Regions from separate parts of the Mus musculus genome. Here region 2 is linked to region 1. The links are chromatin contacts, called in public HiChIP or PLAC-seq maps. All regions are on one chromosome and are shown on one strand. The core of a region is the stretch at or near the end of the contact, and the rest is flanking DNA. Distances in the headings are between cores, read along the strand shown.

Region 1 (7,339 bases), core at 3,109-5,608:
TTTAACCAGAGAAAAACTTCACATTAGCATAATGTACATGCTGCATTCACTTAGGTTTACCAATGGTTATTGTATCCTTGGGACACACGCTCTTTCTCTTCCCCCCTCTTCTTCCTCCTCCTTCTCTTCTTTTCCCTCTTTCTCTCCCTCTCCCTCCTTTTTTCCTCCCTCCCCACCCCACCCCACCCCCGTCTGTGTGGTGGTTTGAATAGTTATGGCTCCCATAGACTTAAGTTTGAATGCTTGGCAATAGGAGTGGCACTATTAGGAGGTGTGGCCTTGATGGAGGAGGTGTGGCCTTGTTTGAGGAAGTGTATCACTGTGATGGAAGGCTTTGAGGTTTCTTATGCTTGAGATCTGCCCAGTGTGGCACACAGTCTCCTGGTGCCTGTAGATTAAGACATTGAACTCTCAGCTCCTTTCTTCAGCACCATGTCTGCTTGCATGCCACCATGTTTCCCACCATGATATTAATAAGTTAAACCTCTGAACCTGTAGGCCAGTCCCAGTTGTTTTCCTTTATAAGAGTTGCTGTGCTCATAGTGTCTCTTCACGGCATTAAAACACTAAAACATTCTCTTTTATTTTATTTATTTATTTATTTATTTATTTATTTATTTATTTATTTATTATATGTGAGTACACTATAGTTGTCCTCAGATACTCCAGAAGAGGGCATCAGATTTCATTACGGATGGTTGTGAGCCACCAAGTGATTGCTGGAATTTGAACTCGGGACCTTTAGAAGAGCAGTAAGCCCTCTTAACCACTGAGCCATCTCGCCAGCCCTAAGACATTCTCTTATGTATACGCATGCTAACATGCATATCTGTGAAATCTTTTTTTCTATGTACATACTCACAGTCATGTGCTGAAAAATATTGACATATATCCTATTTGTGTGAACCATTTGAGAATTGTCTGGGTTTTTTTTTTCTGATTGTTGAGTCTTATTTGTAGACATTAACATCTTATCACTTAATTCTTCAGTATATGTCTTCTAAGAGCAAGAACATTTCCCTTCATAATCACAGTACAATTAACACATACTGTTTAACATCAACAATGATGCTATCTAATATCCAACTTTCTGTAGTTGTTCTGATAATGCTCATTATAATTGTGAAGACTTGTTTTAGGCTCATGGTCCTCAACAGAGGGCATGCTATATATGTACTTGTTGAGTCTCTATAGTCCTTTAATCAAAATAGCTCCTCGGCCTTGTTACACTTTTATGACAGTGATAATTGGTTTAATTTTTTAAGGTTTATCTTTGAATCACGTGCATATGTGTATGTCTGTATGTGGGCATGTGTACATGAGAGTGCAGGTGCTTATGGAGTCCAGAAGGGGGTGTAGGATCCTACAGGAGGCTTATGAGCCTACAGCATGGGTGTCAGGAACAGAATTCAGGTCCTTTTCAAGAGCAGTATGCGTTCTTAGCTAATGAGCCATCTCTCCAGCCCTTTGTGACATTAATATTTTTGAACAGCAGGCTAGCTATTTTCAGTATCTTTCAATTTGAAGTTGCTTAAAAATTTTTTAAAACTTTTTTGACTTACGTACACATACACACATACACACACACACAACTTGCAGAAGTAAGCTCCCTCTTTCCCCATATGGATTCTGCATATTAAACTCTGACAGGTTTTGTGGCAGGTGACTTTATTTGCTGAGCCATCTAGCCAGCCCTGACTGTTTTTCTCATTATTTTAAATGTAAAATGCTTTTGATAGGAAAACTTCGTAAGTGATATTAGACCCTTCTCAGTGTGTCATGTTAGAAGGCACAACATGGCAGTTTACCCCATTATTAAGATGTTAAATTTGACCAAGCATGGTGGTACACACCTATAAACCTAGCACTCAAAAGGCAGAAGTAGGCAGATCTCTATGAGTTTGAGGCCAGCCATCTTACATAGCAAATTCCAGGCCAGATAAACCTGTACAGTGAGACCCTGTCTCAAAAAAAAAAAACAACCAAAAAAACAAAACACCCAAGATTTTTGAGTCAAGTATGGTGATGCATACTTTTAATCCAAGCACTTAGGAGGAAATGAATAGATCTTTATAAGTTCAAGGTCAGCTGGCTCATCTATGTAGTGAGACCCTGTCTAAAACATAGCAAAACAAAAAAACAAAAAACAAAAACTCCAGCCAACTGGGCTGGAGAGGTGGCTTGGTGGTTAAGAGCACTAACTGCTCTTTCAGAGTACCTGGCTTCAATTCCCAGTACCCACACATGGTGGCTCACAACCATCTGTAATGACAACTTATGCCCTCTTCTGGTGTGTCTGAAGACAGCAACAGTATACTCACATACATAAATAAATAATTCGCTGGGTAGTGGTGGTGCACGCCTTTAATCCCAGCACTTGGGAAGCAGAGGCAGGTAGATTTCTGCATTCAAGGCTAACCTGGTCTACAAAGTGAGTTCCAGGACAGCCAGGGCTATACAGAGAAACCCTGTCTCAAAAAAAACCAAAAAACAAAAAACCAAAACACAACAACAAAAAAACCCATAAATAAATAATTCTTTTTTTTAAATTTTTTATTAGGTATTTTCCTCATTTACATTTCCAATGCTATCCCAAAAGTCCCCCATACCCACCCCCCCACTCCCCTACACACCCACTCCCCCTTTTTGGCCCTGGCGTTCCCCTGTACTGGGGCATATAAAGTTTGCAAGTCCAATGGGCCTCTCTTTCCAGTGATGGCCGACTAGGCCATCTTTTGATACATATGCAGCTAGAGACAAGAGCTCCGGGGTACTGGTTAGTTCATATTGTTGTTCCACCTATGGGGTAAAATAATTCTTTAAAAAGAAAAAAGAGCCTGTGAGAGTCACCCGCACACATACAGAATTCTCACACCCAGGACCATTAAAAAATTTCAGCCAACTACTGTTTGAGAGAAATGTTGTTTGTAAGAGTTCTTCATTAGTAAAGCCACAAAAACACCTCCTCGGAATTTAGTAATCTGTTTGTGATGCTCACACAATGTGATTACATGTTTTGCAATCAGCTTTCGCCATTTATTTTAGCAACTGTCAATAATTCTTAACTAAATTCACCACTACTCCAATGTTGCAAGACAAAGTGATTTTACTTTAAACCAAGGGAATTCTTCTATTATGTGTATATAAATGAGACATAAACGTATATACTAGCAGATACTTAATAACATTAGTGCAAACTTCTCTAAGTTGTGTTGAAATGAATGTGCCTCTCTTTAGGCATTTATTTATTTATCCATTTATTTTTATTTAATGTGTATATTTGAGTGCCTGCATGTAAGTATGTGCAGCACATGTATCCTTGGGGCCAGATGGTGCCAGGTGGAGCCAGAAGACAGCACCAGATCCCCTGGAACTGGAGTTGCAGGTAGTTGTATGCCACCATGTGAGTGCTGGGAACCAAATTCGGGTCTTCTGCAAAAGCAGCCAATGGTCTTCATCACTAAGCTGTCTCTCCAGCCATCTTCAGTCATTTAAAATTTTACCTTTGCACACTGCTGCATCTTTTGCATTTCGATTTATCTTTCACCCTTCAATTCTTTTTATGAGTATTCTCTACTTAGCTAAAGGGGAAAAAAACTAATGTGGAGCAAAACGAACTATGTAAATAGTCAAAAGAAAGTTAAAATAGTGAGGGAACTAAGAGTAGCTTATTGGTAGGATGTGTGGTTAGCAATGTGGAAAGCCTTAGGTTCATCTCCTTGCTTTAAAAAAAAAAAAGATTGAGGAGAAAACTAACTATTCATTAGTTCAAATATTACTGAAAACCTACTAGGTAACGAGAGTCTGCGAATTCATTAGCAAACTAAAAAAACAAAAACCTTTGTCTCGATAAAAGAGAAAGATAAATGGTATTTGTTTAGCTATTTAACTCAGTACTTTAACGTCTTGGTATGTCCCCTATCACATCATCTGTAGTGTAGTCCCTGGAGGCTTAAAGCAATCTTTTCTCTATGGAGTGTCTTTTGTATACAGGACATGAAGTACTTCACAAAGAGATTAATTTTAAACTAACGAGAAATGGAAGATTTTAAAGGCTCACTTTAAAAAGAGAAAATGACTCATTGGCTCAGAGGGAGGAAGTGGGTTGCATTCAGATAAAACAGTACAAGTTAAAGAGCACTGTTCTCTCTTCAGGTGTGGGGAGGGAGCACTGAGGAGGCCCAACTGTCACTCTTGAGTTACAAGGCAAAAGAAATTAGGTCAGATAGAGGTTCTTTTCTCTTGTATTTGTAAAAAGTTTCAAAAAGAGTAAAATCATATTGAGATTCCTCAGATGAGACAGTGAAGGGAGACTTGTGAGGCGCTAGAAAGGAACTAACTGGAGAGGGAGACAGCACAGTCTACAGTGAAGAGAGCTGAGCAGAGAGAGAGCCTGCCAAGGGAACCAAGCCTAGGATTTTTGCAGTGTACATCTGCTGTGAGAAGTCTTTTCCACCTAGCTGAGCAGTAAGGAAACAAGGATCACTGTGATTAGTATGTTCTGTTGTATATTAAATTATAACAGTACAGATTAAATACATGCTTCATATAAAACACAAAATTACCATATCTAGATGAAAAATGGGGACAGTTTTAAACTAACGGCTCTCCAATGCTATTAGAAACCCTCCCCTAAAGGAAATATCTTTGTTTCTTGGTGTTGAGAAACTCCAAGCTCAGCTCGCCTGGAGCCTGTCAGAGAAATATCACTATAATTGGTATGGATCCCCAAGTACACTGACAATAATTGAGGCTTGTATCCCATGCATTATACTTGATGGCACATCGTATTAAAAAAGAACAAAATTATAGAGGCAAGGAGCTGCTGTATGATACCGCAGAGCAGAGACTCCTAGATAGGGCTACAGATTCAGACTTCAGGGTTGGAACAACCCAGCCCAGGGAGCCTAGAGATATAAATCAGAGGATGGGCCTGATGAGCTGCACACCAGGGCAATAAGCATTGGAAAGAGACCATGATGTCACCACAGACCTCTGTTGTATCTGTGACTCTTAAACAAAAAGCCATCCAGAATATTTGCAGCCTTGTGGATGTATCACTTACTGATTAAGCATGTCAACCTATGACTTAACATTGTCAACTTCAATGAGGAAGTAATGTGTTTATGGTCACTAACATAGTGACCTTAGGCAAATTGTTTAGATTATTTGAAACCCATTCTTCTCTTCATTCTCCCACCCCTCAATGAAGAAATCTTCTACTTACTAACTCCTCACCATGCCCCAGAAGCTTTTCTGTATAATCTTACGTAATTCTCATGTGACCCTGACATACCGCCCCCTGTTCCACCTTCCTGTGCTTTCTATGAAGCCAGCCTCAATATGTGGTTGAACCTCTCCCTACCCTACTCCACCCCACCCCACCAAACAAGAATTCCAATTTCAAAAGATGAGGGGGGAAACTATTTTAATGTGTGCATATTTTGGGAGCAGACAGAAAAGATATGTTACTTAACAATAACAACAAGTACTACTGGAACTCACTTTGAAGACCAGGCTGACCCTGCACTCAGATCTGCCTGTCTCTGCCTCCCAAGTTCTGGTGTTTAAAGTGTGCACCACCACATCCAGTGTACACTTGATCTTATGAAAGCATTTTCTTATTGGGGATCCTTCTTCTCAGATGACTTTAGCTCATGTCAAGCCAGCACACCTTGCATGCACAAGGCTTTGGGTTGAGTCCTTTCCTTCATCACCAACCACCATAACAATAACAACAACAACAACAAATACAAACAAGAAAGAAAAGAAGCTTATACTTCTTAGTGTCACTGTGTTCTTACAGTCTATCCAATTTCATCTCAGATCTATTTTTCATGACCTCAGCTAACTTGGAGCTAGAAGACCAGAATGACAGAATATGCCATGTCCTGTTCAACCAAAGTGGGAGAATCTTTGTGTTCCTCCTTATTCCTAATATCTACCCCCACCTGCTCCCTCATTCTCCACAGAAAAGAGGAAATGAGAGGAGAAGAAAATCTGTAAAAGGCTATAGGAGGGACGTGGGAGGTTTTCTGATGCTGTTAAGTTGGTCAGAAATAGATGTAAATTAAAGCCCTCTGGAAGAATGCAGGCTGCTATGCCACCTCCTTATATGTCACTTCAAGCCTGTGACTGCTGCAGTAGTCAGGAAGTGCAGACACTTGAAAAAAAATTTCTTGGACTATGTTTCATTGAAAGATGACTGTTTAAGTTGGAATGGTTAATTAAGAAATACCTGCCATTTTTTGAGGATATCTTATGTGGTGAGTTTGCTGACACTGTAGAGCAAATGTGTATAAATGAGTAGCCATGGTTCCTGGTATACAGTGTCTCCCAATAAATCAAGAAGTTATTCATAGTATCTTGAGTCCTCACAACAGTCCTAAAAGGCCAGGAGTCCACCCCACTCCCCATTTTACTAAGAAATAGGCAGTAAATATTTGAGTCAAGGTTAGAACAGTAGATCACTAAGATTAGATTAGAACAGTAGTCACTAAGACTTTACCTGAATTATTTCATCTTAATCTTACAATTGCCCTTCCAGTTGGTACCATTATGATTCTTCATGAAGAGTCAGAAACAGAATGGCTAATAATAATAGTTTTCCTGAGGTCCCAAAGCTGACAAGCCAGCCTTTGAATTCATGTCTAATTCTAAAGCTCATAAATCACACAACACATCAGGGCTATCTACCTGCCTGAGAGAAAAACTGGAATGTTGTCACTCAGAGACTTTGCGGGAATATAGTATTCTAGTGAAACGACCAGGACAGAAAGGCCCTGTTCAGGGCCCTCAGCCTTTAAGCAGAGGTATGTGTTGGGGTTCTTAGAATCACCACACAAACCATACGAACACTGATTTCAGTTAAGCAAGAATAGTTTATTGAACACACAACCCAAGACTGAACTTCAGGACCACAGTACCCATCTGTTCTGAAAGTAGACTTTTTATAGGAAAAACAGGTTCAAAAGTTTAAAAGGCAAGGAGTGGAGCAGCCCAACGTTTTGGTTAACTAGACAGAGCATTATCAGCTACCTTTAGGCCGATTGGTCCTGAGTAAAGTAAGAGGGATGGTGGATGGGTGAGGAACAGGGCAATTTCAAAACGTTGAGATAATAGACCATAAGTAATTCAAACATAACTTTTTTGGCTTATTAGTAGCATTCTTCAATGTCAGCCATGGATAATTACTTCTGGGAAGTGGAGTCTGAGAACCTGAATAAAATTTCACCTTATGAGCAAAATGGAGACTGAATAAAAAATGGCTACAGTTATGTTAGAAGGAGCAGGCCGCAATAGTGTGATTGGGTCAATGAATTCTTTTCTCAGGAGAATC
Region 2 (7,280 bases), core at 2,144-4,643, 49 kb before region 1:
TCTGCTCCTCCTGCCAGCGTCACAGGATGCCGTCCCACGCCGTCATCCGGAGCAGCCTGAGGAGTTCCTCTAGGGTTTGGGAGACCTCTGCGTTTACTCAGTCCAAACTAACATTCATGGCTTGAGTGCTGAAGAGAGTTCTAGAACCCAACAGTAACACAACGCAGACACACACACACACACACACACACACACACACACACACACACACACACACACAGACACATACACACACATACAGACACATACACACATACATGTGATTGATTATTTTATTTTTATGTGTGTGTGTGTGTGGGGGGGTGTGCACATATGTGCAGATGCCCTCAGAGACCCAGAAGAGAGCGACGGATCTCCTGAAGCTAGAGAACCAGGCAGGGTGAGCCACTGTAGAAGGATGCTGGGAACCAAACTCTTGTCTTGTGGAAGAGCAGCCAACACTCCTAAGCACTGAGTGATCCCTCCAGCCACTAGAGATATTTTAACATAGACTTAAGTACAATGATCAGGGGAAGAGAGGGACTCAGAAGAAAGTGAAGCCCACCAGGGCATGTGAGTGTGGGCTTCTTTGTTTTTTTGTTTGTTTGTTTGTTTGTTTTCTTTTTTGTTTTTTGAGACAGGGTTTCTCTGTGTAGCCCTGGCTGTCCTGGAACTCACTCTGTAGACCAGGCTGGCCTTCAACTCAGAAATCCTCCTGCCTCTGCCTCCTGAGTGCTGGGTTTAAAGGCGTGTGCCACCACGCCCGGCAAGTGTGGGCTTCTTAAAGAGATCTTTTACTTACTGTTTTTTCAATAATCACATATAAGATTTTTAGTGAGGTTTATAGTTACAGGAACATAGCTGGTAACATGAAAGTCCAGCCCACTGGGGAGAAAGAGTTCAGGTTTGTTGTTGTTGTTTGTTTGTTTGTTTGTTTGTTTTTTAATTCTTTCCTTGCTGTGTACATAGGCTGGCCCCAGTCTTGTGGAGTTCAGCTTCTTTTGCATCCCAAGTGCTGGAATCAAAGTCATGTGCTACCCTTGGTAAGGGTCTGTTCGTTGTAAACCAAGCTAAGTGTAGTCAAGATTGCATGCTACATGCAGAGAAGGGAATGAGGCTCTGTCTAGGGTCATACACATTCAGGCCTTAACTGCTTCTTTAACATAAAGTGCCTGCATATGAAAGGGGTAGTGAGGATGATCTGATGACCCGACTTTCCAGCAGATGTGCTGGCTTTCTTGCTTAGTTGGTGAGACATCAATCGGACTCTGGGGTAGTTGGGTTCATCTCCCTTCTCATGCCACCATCATTTTCTGTCTTTCTGTCCTACTTCAAGTTTACAGCTTTCCTTTTTTTTTTTTTAAGATTTACTTATTGTTTTATGTGCATGGGTATTTTGGTTGATGTATGCATGTGCACCATGTGTGTGCCTGGCACCCAGAGAGGCCAGAAGAGGGCACTGGATCCCCTGGAACTAGAATTACAGCTGTGTGTTCTCAGAACCAAATCTAGGTCCCCTGCGACGGCGGCAAGCATAACTGCTGAGTCATCTCTGCAACCCTGGATTTCTTTTCATATTTAGTCAATGTTGGGTGTATACGTGTCTATTGTATGACCCAGGTTTTGGATGCACATGGAGGCCAGAAGAGGGCACCAGATCCTCTGGAGCTGGAGTTAAAGGCCATTGTGAGCTTCCTGATGTGGGTGCTCAGAACTGAACTCTGGTCCTCTAGAAGAGCAGTATATGTCTTAACCTGGGAACCATTCTTCTTCCAGCATAAGACAACTTTCCTCCTTTCCTGCTGCTGGGGCTGCATGTTAGTCCAGCTCACTATCACTGCTACATCCCAGCCCAGGACTGTAGGGTTTGTGGTATCCCGGAGTCCTCTCCACCACAGGGCTCGGGCCACTCGGGGAGGCAGGACTCGGGAGTTTGACTGCGCTTACCCCAAACTGGGGCCAGGCGGGTGTCCGGCTATGGGAAGCCACAGGATACCGCTCTGGGGGGGTGAGGGAGCGCAGTCTAAGGCCCTGGGGACAGTTGGAGCTGGCTCGGGGGTCCCGAGGCCTACATGGAGGCCAGGGCCATCTGCTCCTCAAGCTCTTGGCCACCCAGGTGCTGCTGGATGCCGAGGAAGAGCTGAGAACTGAGGGGGGTGGGGAGGGCTTCGGGCTGAATCTAGCCTGGGAACGAAGGCGATAAGAGGGGAGAGCTCCGGATAAGGGGGGTTGAGGAGAGAGGAGAGAGTCCTTGGCTGTGGGTAGCTGGCTTGGCTTGGGCTTGGTGGTCGCTGTGACTGGAAGCACAGTGAGAGGCCTTGTTCAGGAGATTAGATGCGGCTCCATAGGCAAAGGCTTCTCCATGGCTCCCCATGGTGGATCGGGGTGGGGGTGGGGAGTGGGGGGTGGGGAAGAGGCAGTCCATGTTTTGAAGACATTTATTGCCATGGCGGAAAGTGGATGAGTAAAAACCGTACCCTGCTTCTCAGGGTGGTCTTGAGGTTAAATACCTTTTACTGGGAGGAATGTCTGGGGAGGGGAGTTTATTGGCTAAGCTTCTAGGCCTTTAGGTACCTCATTAAAATGGAGATCTGTCTTGAGGCTATGTGACCACAGGTCATGACCTCTACCTGTGAAGGGGCTTGGGGCATTGCCCTTCTGTGACTGATGGCCACAAATCGATGGAGGGCTGCGGCCTTATGTCAGGAGCCTAGTGTCCGGGAGCGCAGCAGAACACCTGCCCGACCCTGAGGGTCACCGGGGTTTCCAGCCTGTGCTCTACCAGGAACCAGGCTGTTTCACAGTTCTACAGTGGACTACTGGCACCTTTTCTCTTGGTGTGTGAGTGATTTGGTCCATTGTAATCTGCCTTCCCAGGCTACCACGCACAGCTCCGTGGGCACTCTAGTGATCTGGCTTCAGATGACCTGTTGCGTTTTTTGTTTGTCTTCAAGCCATTCTCTGCTCACCTCCTACAGGAAAGCCACTGTGTGTGTGGAAGCTGCACTGATGTTTGTTTCTTTGTCCCAGAGACACCATAGTACCCAGTCTGCTGCTGCTGGCATCTTAAAACCTTTGGGTCTTTCCCTATTTTACGATGACATGCAGGTTCCTGGAGATACTTTATCCATGGTACCTGAGTTAGTGTGACAGTATTCACGTGTCCTTTTTTCCTGAGTAAACTAGAAGGTCCTTGAAGATAATCTGTTTACAGCATCCAGCATCAACATGGTACAGAGTAGATAGACAGTGAGTATTTGTGGCATGGAGCCAAGGATGGCCATGGCCGGTAGCTGAGTGTGTGGCTAAGATGCAGGTGGAGTCAGCTGGCTCCCCTGTAGCTTCAGAGGACTGGCATCTTGCACAGATTCCATTTGTACTCTAGCAGGAAGCTGAGACCCACTGTAAACTCTGTCTTTTCCCTGGGCAAATACTCATATTCACCTTTTTGTTGTACCACATCAACAGATCAAAATATACCTACCCTGCTCTCCAGGAAAGCCACAAAGCAAGTTAAGCAGATATCACACGTCAGAGCATGCATGGATACGTTTGTAAAAACGGTGAGCACATTTAAGATCTATTTTATTGTTTCTCATTTGCCACGTACTTTGGTTGAGTCAGTTTGACAAAGCGAAAGCTGGGAAGCTGGCTCATGAAGCAAAGAGTTTCAAGGAAACTCTCTTCCTGAAGTCTGGCATTCTCTCCCTAATCTATATAAATCACAAAATCAATTTTCTGCTCCCGCGTTAGTCTAGTGTATGGATCCACGTGCTCTCTATTTAGTATTACCTTACTGTAAATGCCTTTTAAGATTGTATCCTGAATTAGCTAAAGCCTCTCCCAGTGTTCCAAGATTCCAGTTAGCAGCAAGGAGCTTAACCTATTCAGTAACTAATTAAGCACTACAATAAAATCAAAGCCATTAACTCAGTTGTCTACAGTAAGAGACTAAAATTCTCACTGAGATAAAAACTTTATTATAGACTACATTCCATACCAAGAGTGAGTTTATATACTATCCTAATAATGAGAATTCTCCAGACAAGATAAAATTTAACAAGGCCTAGAGAATTTCAGGGTCAGTGACACTACATTATTCTTGAAGCTTATCAAGAGTTAATAACCCCCTGGTGCTATTAACACTAAAGTGTGAAACTCTTGCCTAGCACAAAGCTGATCCGAGGTTGGGATGCTAATTTCTAGTGTAAACATTTATCTGATTCCTGCAAATTCCCTTTGAAGTCACTCCTCTTGCATCTGTGCTAATCTCTAGTGTAAACATTTATCTGGTTCCTTTTGAAGTCACTCCTCTTGCACCTGGAAAACTTCAATGTGCCTTATTCTGTTATGATTTGCAATTTACTCTGTATTATAAAAAGTCTGAGGCTCGACCAGAACATTACATTCAGATCCAACACCTCTCTTGTGTGTTTGTCTGTTTGTCAAATTAATCCTAAGCTTTGCCCACTTTTTTTTTTTTTTGTCTAGAGACCCGTTTTACGCAGACACAGGGACCCAGAGGGTCTGCGGCACTCATTGTATGCTTTTGTGTGTGTGTGTGTGTGTGTGTGTGCATATGAGTGTGTGCCTTGTATGTGCATGTGAGTGTGGGTGCCCTCAGAGGTCAGAAGAGTGTGTCTGATCCCCTGGAGCTGGAGTTCCAGGCCATTGTGAATCACCTGACATAATTATTGGGAACCAAACCTGGATCCTTCTCAAGAGCAGCAAACACTCTTGACTGTTTAGTATCTCCAACATAAGAACAGAGCTGATTTAAAGGAGACATGGTTAAAACATCTTCAGCTTATACAGGTGTCAAGGAAGAGCTGGGGTGTTTGTGATACAGACCAGGCGATGCTGTCAGCTCTCCTAAGGATGATTTCTAGGTCAAAAAGACACCCACCAGCCAGGTAGTGGTGGAACACACCTTTAATCCCAGATCCAGGAGGTAAAAGCAGGAGGATCACTGAATTTAAGGCCAGCTTGATCTACAGATTGAGTTCCAGGACAGCCAGGACTATACAGAGAAACCCTCTTTTCCTTCTGTCCATAGAGTGGGACAAACATGGGCTGATCTGTGGTTTGTCTGGTGGGAGGTGTTCAATTGGAGAGTGACAGATTTGAACCAGGGATGACAAAGGGCACAGCTGAGAACCCCCGGGGAGCAGCAGGAAGAAGTGCTAAGAAAAACTGGCTCAGCTCTAAGGTCTTGGTGGGTAGTCATGGCCAAAGAGGCAGGTGGTTGGTGCCATCACTGTAAGAAACAGAGCATCGCCAGGATGTGGTATGGTGAAGCACTTACCTACTCTGGTAAGGGCTGGGTCACCAAAAGAAAGCAAGAATTGGTAGAATCTGCTCCCACCAATCCTCCTTCCTGCCTTAGCCTCCCTAACAGCTGGCACTGTGCTTCAGCACACGGGGCACTGTCTGAAACCACTTAATCAGAATGAGAATCTTTGCTCACATTGAAAAATTCAAAGTGTATGTGGAAGAAAAACTTAGAGATTTTCCCAGAGCAAAATCCACACACTTAGATTATTCCCGTCAAAAACAGTACAGTTAGAACTCACTTGTCCCTATGACTATACTGCACGTTGTACAGTTGTGTTTCTTGCCATCCTGATGTGGGAAATGGCTGTTTGTTATTGCAGTAGACTACACATAAAAATCTTTCCTTTGTTTTGCCCATTCCGAGGAGGCATCAGAGCTGGAGTTCCCAGGGAGTTACTGGGTCAGAGGCGTGGGTGCCGTAGACATGGTGTATCGGTGACCTTTCCTATTGCCAGAGAAGAACATAAGGAAGCAAGGGTTTGTTTTGGCTCATAGTACAGACCATGAATGAGGGGTAGTGAAGGCAGGAGGAGCTGGAGGCAGTGAGTCACATCTCCACACTCAGGAGGCCGAGTGCCGTGTGTTCTGAGCTCACTGTCTTCAAAGCATACACATCAGGATCCCTACTTGGAAACGGCCTCACTCACAGTTAGATGGATCATCCTCTTTAATCAGTCGAGATAATCCCTCACAGATATGCCCAGAAATGAAATAATCCCTTCAAACATTTGTGTTTGGAGACTTGTCCCCTGAGTGAGTGACTCTAATTCCTGTCAAGTGGAGACTCACCATCACACAGGACAATAAATATCCTTTCCTTTTTTTCTTTTTCTCCCCCCCCCCCCCGTCTCAGTCCCACCCTGCCTGCAAAAGCCCAGAGCTGACTTCAAACCAGTTCAACCTTTATGGAAGGAGCCCGCTCATGACGTACTTCTTCCTCAACTACTCCCAGTTGCAGCTGACTGGTCAGGACCTGCTGGTCAGCAGGAGAGAAAAGACGGAAATCATCCCATATCCTTGTCAGCAGCTGCCTCTTTGCAGAAGCAGGGCTTGGGGAGAAGCATCCAGGCTTTGGTGCATAGCCTGCCACGCACTGGGTACTTGGTAGGAACAGCTGTGGTATGTACCTCACGGATAGAGAGCTGTGCTTATGCTCAGGGGAGCCTCACATTTAGGCCTTATGTACTGGCCAGGAGACGCTGACCATGTCCCCATGGACAGAGTCACCTCTTTCTCATTGTCCAGCATGAGCTTAGGCATCATACACTCCCTGGTCCTCCCGGCCCAAGAGAGTGGGACCATCAATTTTGGTGTCCTCTGCACACTTTCCTCCCCAGCTGCCTTTGGAGTTGGTATAAAACTCAGCTCTTGGGAAACAGGTCCAACATGTGTTGGTTTGCAGCATGTGTTGGTATGTTGAGCCTTAGCAACATGCCTAGGGGTCAGAACATGGGTTCTACTGGGAGTCAGTTTGCTCTGTTTGACTTAAATAGCCCAGACTCTGAAACTAATACTAACCACTAGTGAGATGTTAGAAAGGTTCCAGTTTTTCTGTGGGCAATTTTTACCTCGTCTGTAAAATCAGAATAAGGATTGCCCTGTTGGGGGTGCTTTTTGTTTGATTTTATTATTGTTTGGACCTTTTGTTGTTGTTGTTGTTTATTTGTTTGTCCCACTGTGTAGCCCCGGCTGGCCTGGAACTTACTATGTAGAGCAGACTGGTCTCAAATTCACAGAGCTCCACCTGCCTCTTTATTCTGAGTGCTGTGATTTAAGACTTGTGCCACCAGGCCCAGCTTCAGGGGCTATTTTGCAGATTGCCTCCCAGGGCAGTGGAGGTAAGAGTGCTCAGGACATGCCTGCTACTCCGTTGCCTTTGCTGGCTCATAGGCAGGAAGGCCACCAGGAGGCCCTTTTTGTCTCCTGTCCCTAGAGTTTTGTGTCGCAGATTTCTGAAAGCAGACCAC

Evidence for each region. HiChIP or PLAC-seq counts read pairs in DNA pulled down with a chosen protein or histone mark.
Region 2: an H3K27ac HiChIP or PLAC-seq map of T-cell acute lymphoblastic leukemia shows a contact between it and region 1, with 2.6 times the contacts expected there. The contact joins two enhancer-like sites. A contact is called at or near these places in 1 of 15 datasets of contacts at CTCF or cohesin (the NIH/3T3 cell line), 13 of 484 Hi-C or Micro-C datasets (the C2C12 cell line, the HPC-7 cell line, bone marrow-derived dendritic cells and 7 more), 3 of 115 datasets of contacts at active chromatin or transcription factors (T-cell acute lymphoblastic leukemia, bone marrow-derived dendritic cells and embryonic stem cells) and 3 of 9 other capture datasets (adipose tissue, liver and pancreatic islet).

What each region holds. Positions count from the first base shown.
Region 1 is chr15:79,574,765-79,582,103 of GRCm38.p6, reverse strand. All of the region lies in intron 12 of Dmc1 (DNA meiotic recombinase 1), which reads left to right. Among named protein-coding and RNA genes, the nearest start is that of Dmc1, 27 kb to the left of the region's middle. Within about 2 kb of position 4,358, at least 44 of the 459 cell types and tissues checked have an H3K27ac peak or open chromatin away from gene starts, as enhancers often do. A contact at or near this core is called in T-cell acute lymphoblastic leukemia, where this site is marked.
Region 2 is chr15:79,622,499-79,629,778 of GRCm38.p6, reverse strand. It overlaps Fam227a (family with sequence similarity 227, member A), which reads left to right. Exons shown (of 18, transcript NM_029407.1): 13 at 3,448-3,542; 14 at 6,167-6,324. Among named protein-coding and RNA genes, the nearest start is that of Dmc1, 21 kb to the right of the region's middle. Within about 2 kb of position 3,393, at least 9 of the 459 cell types and tissues checked have an H3K27ac peak or open chromatin away from gene starts, as enhancers often do. A contact at or near this core is called in T-cell acute lymphoblastic leukemia, where this site is marked.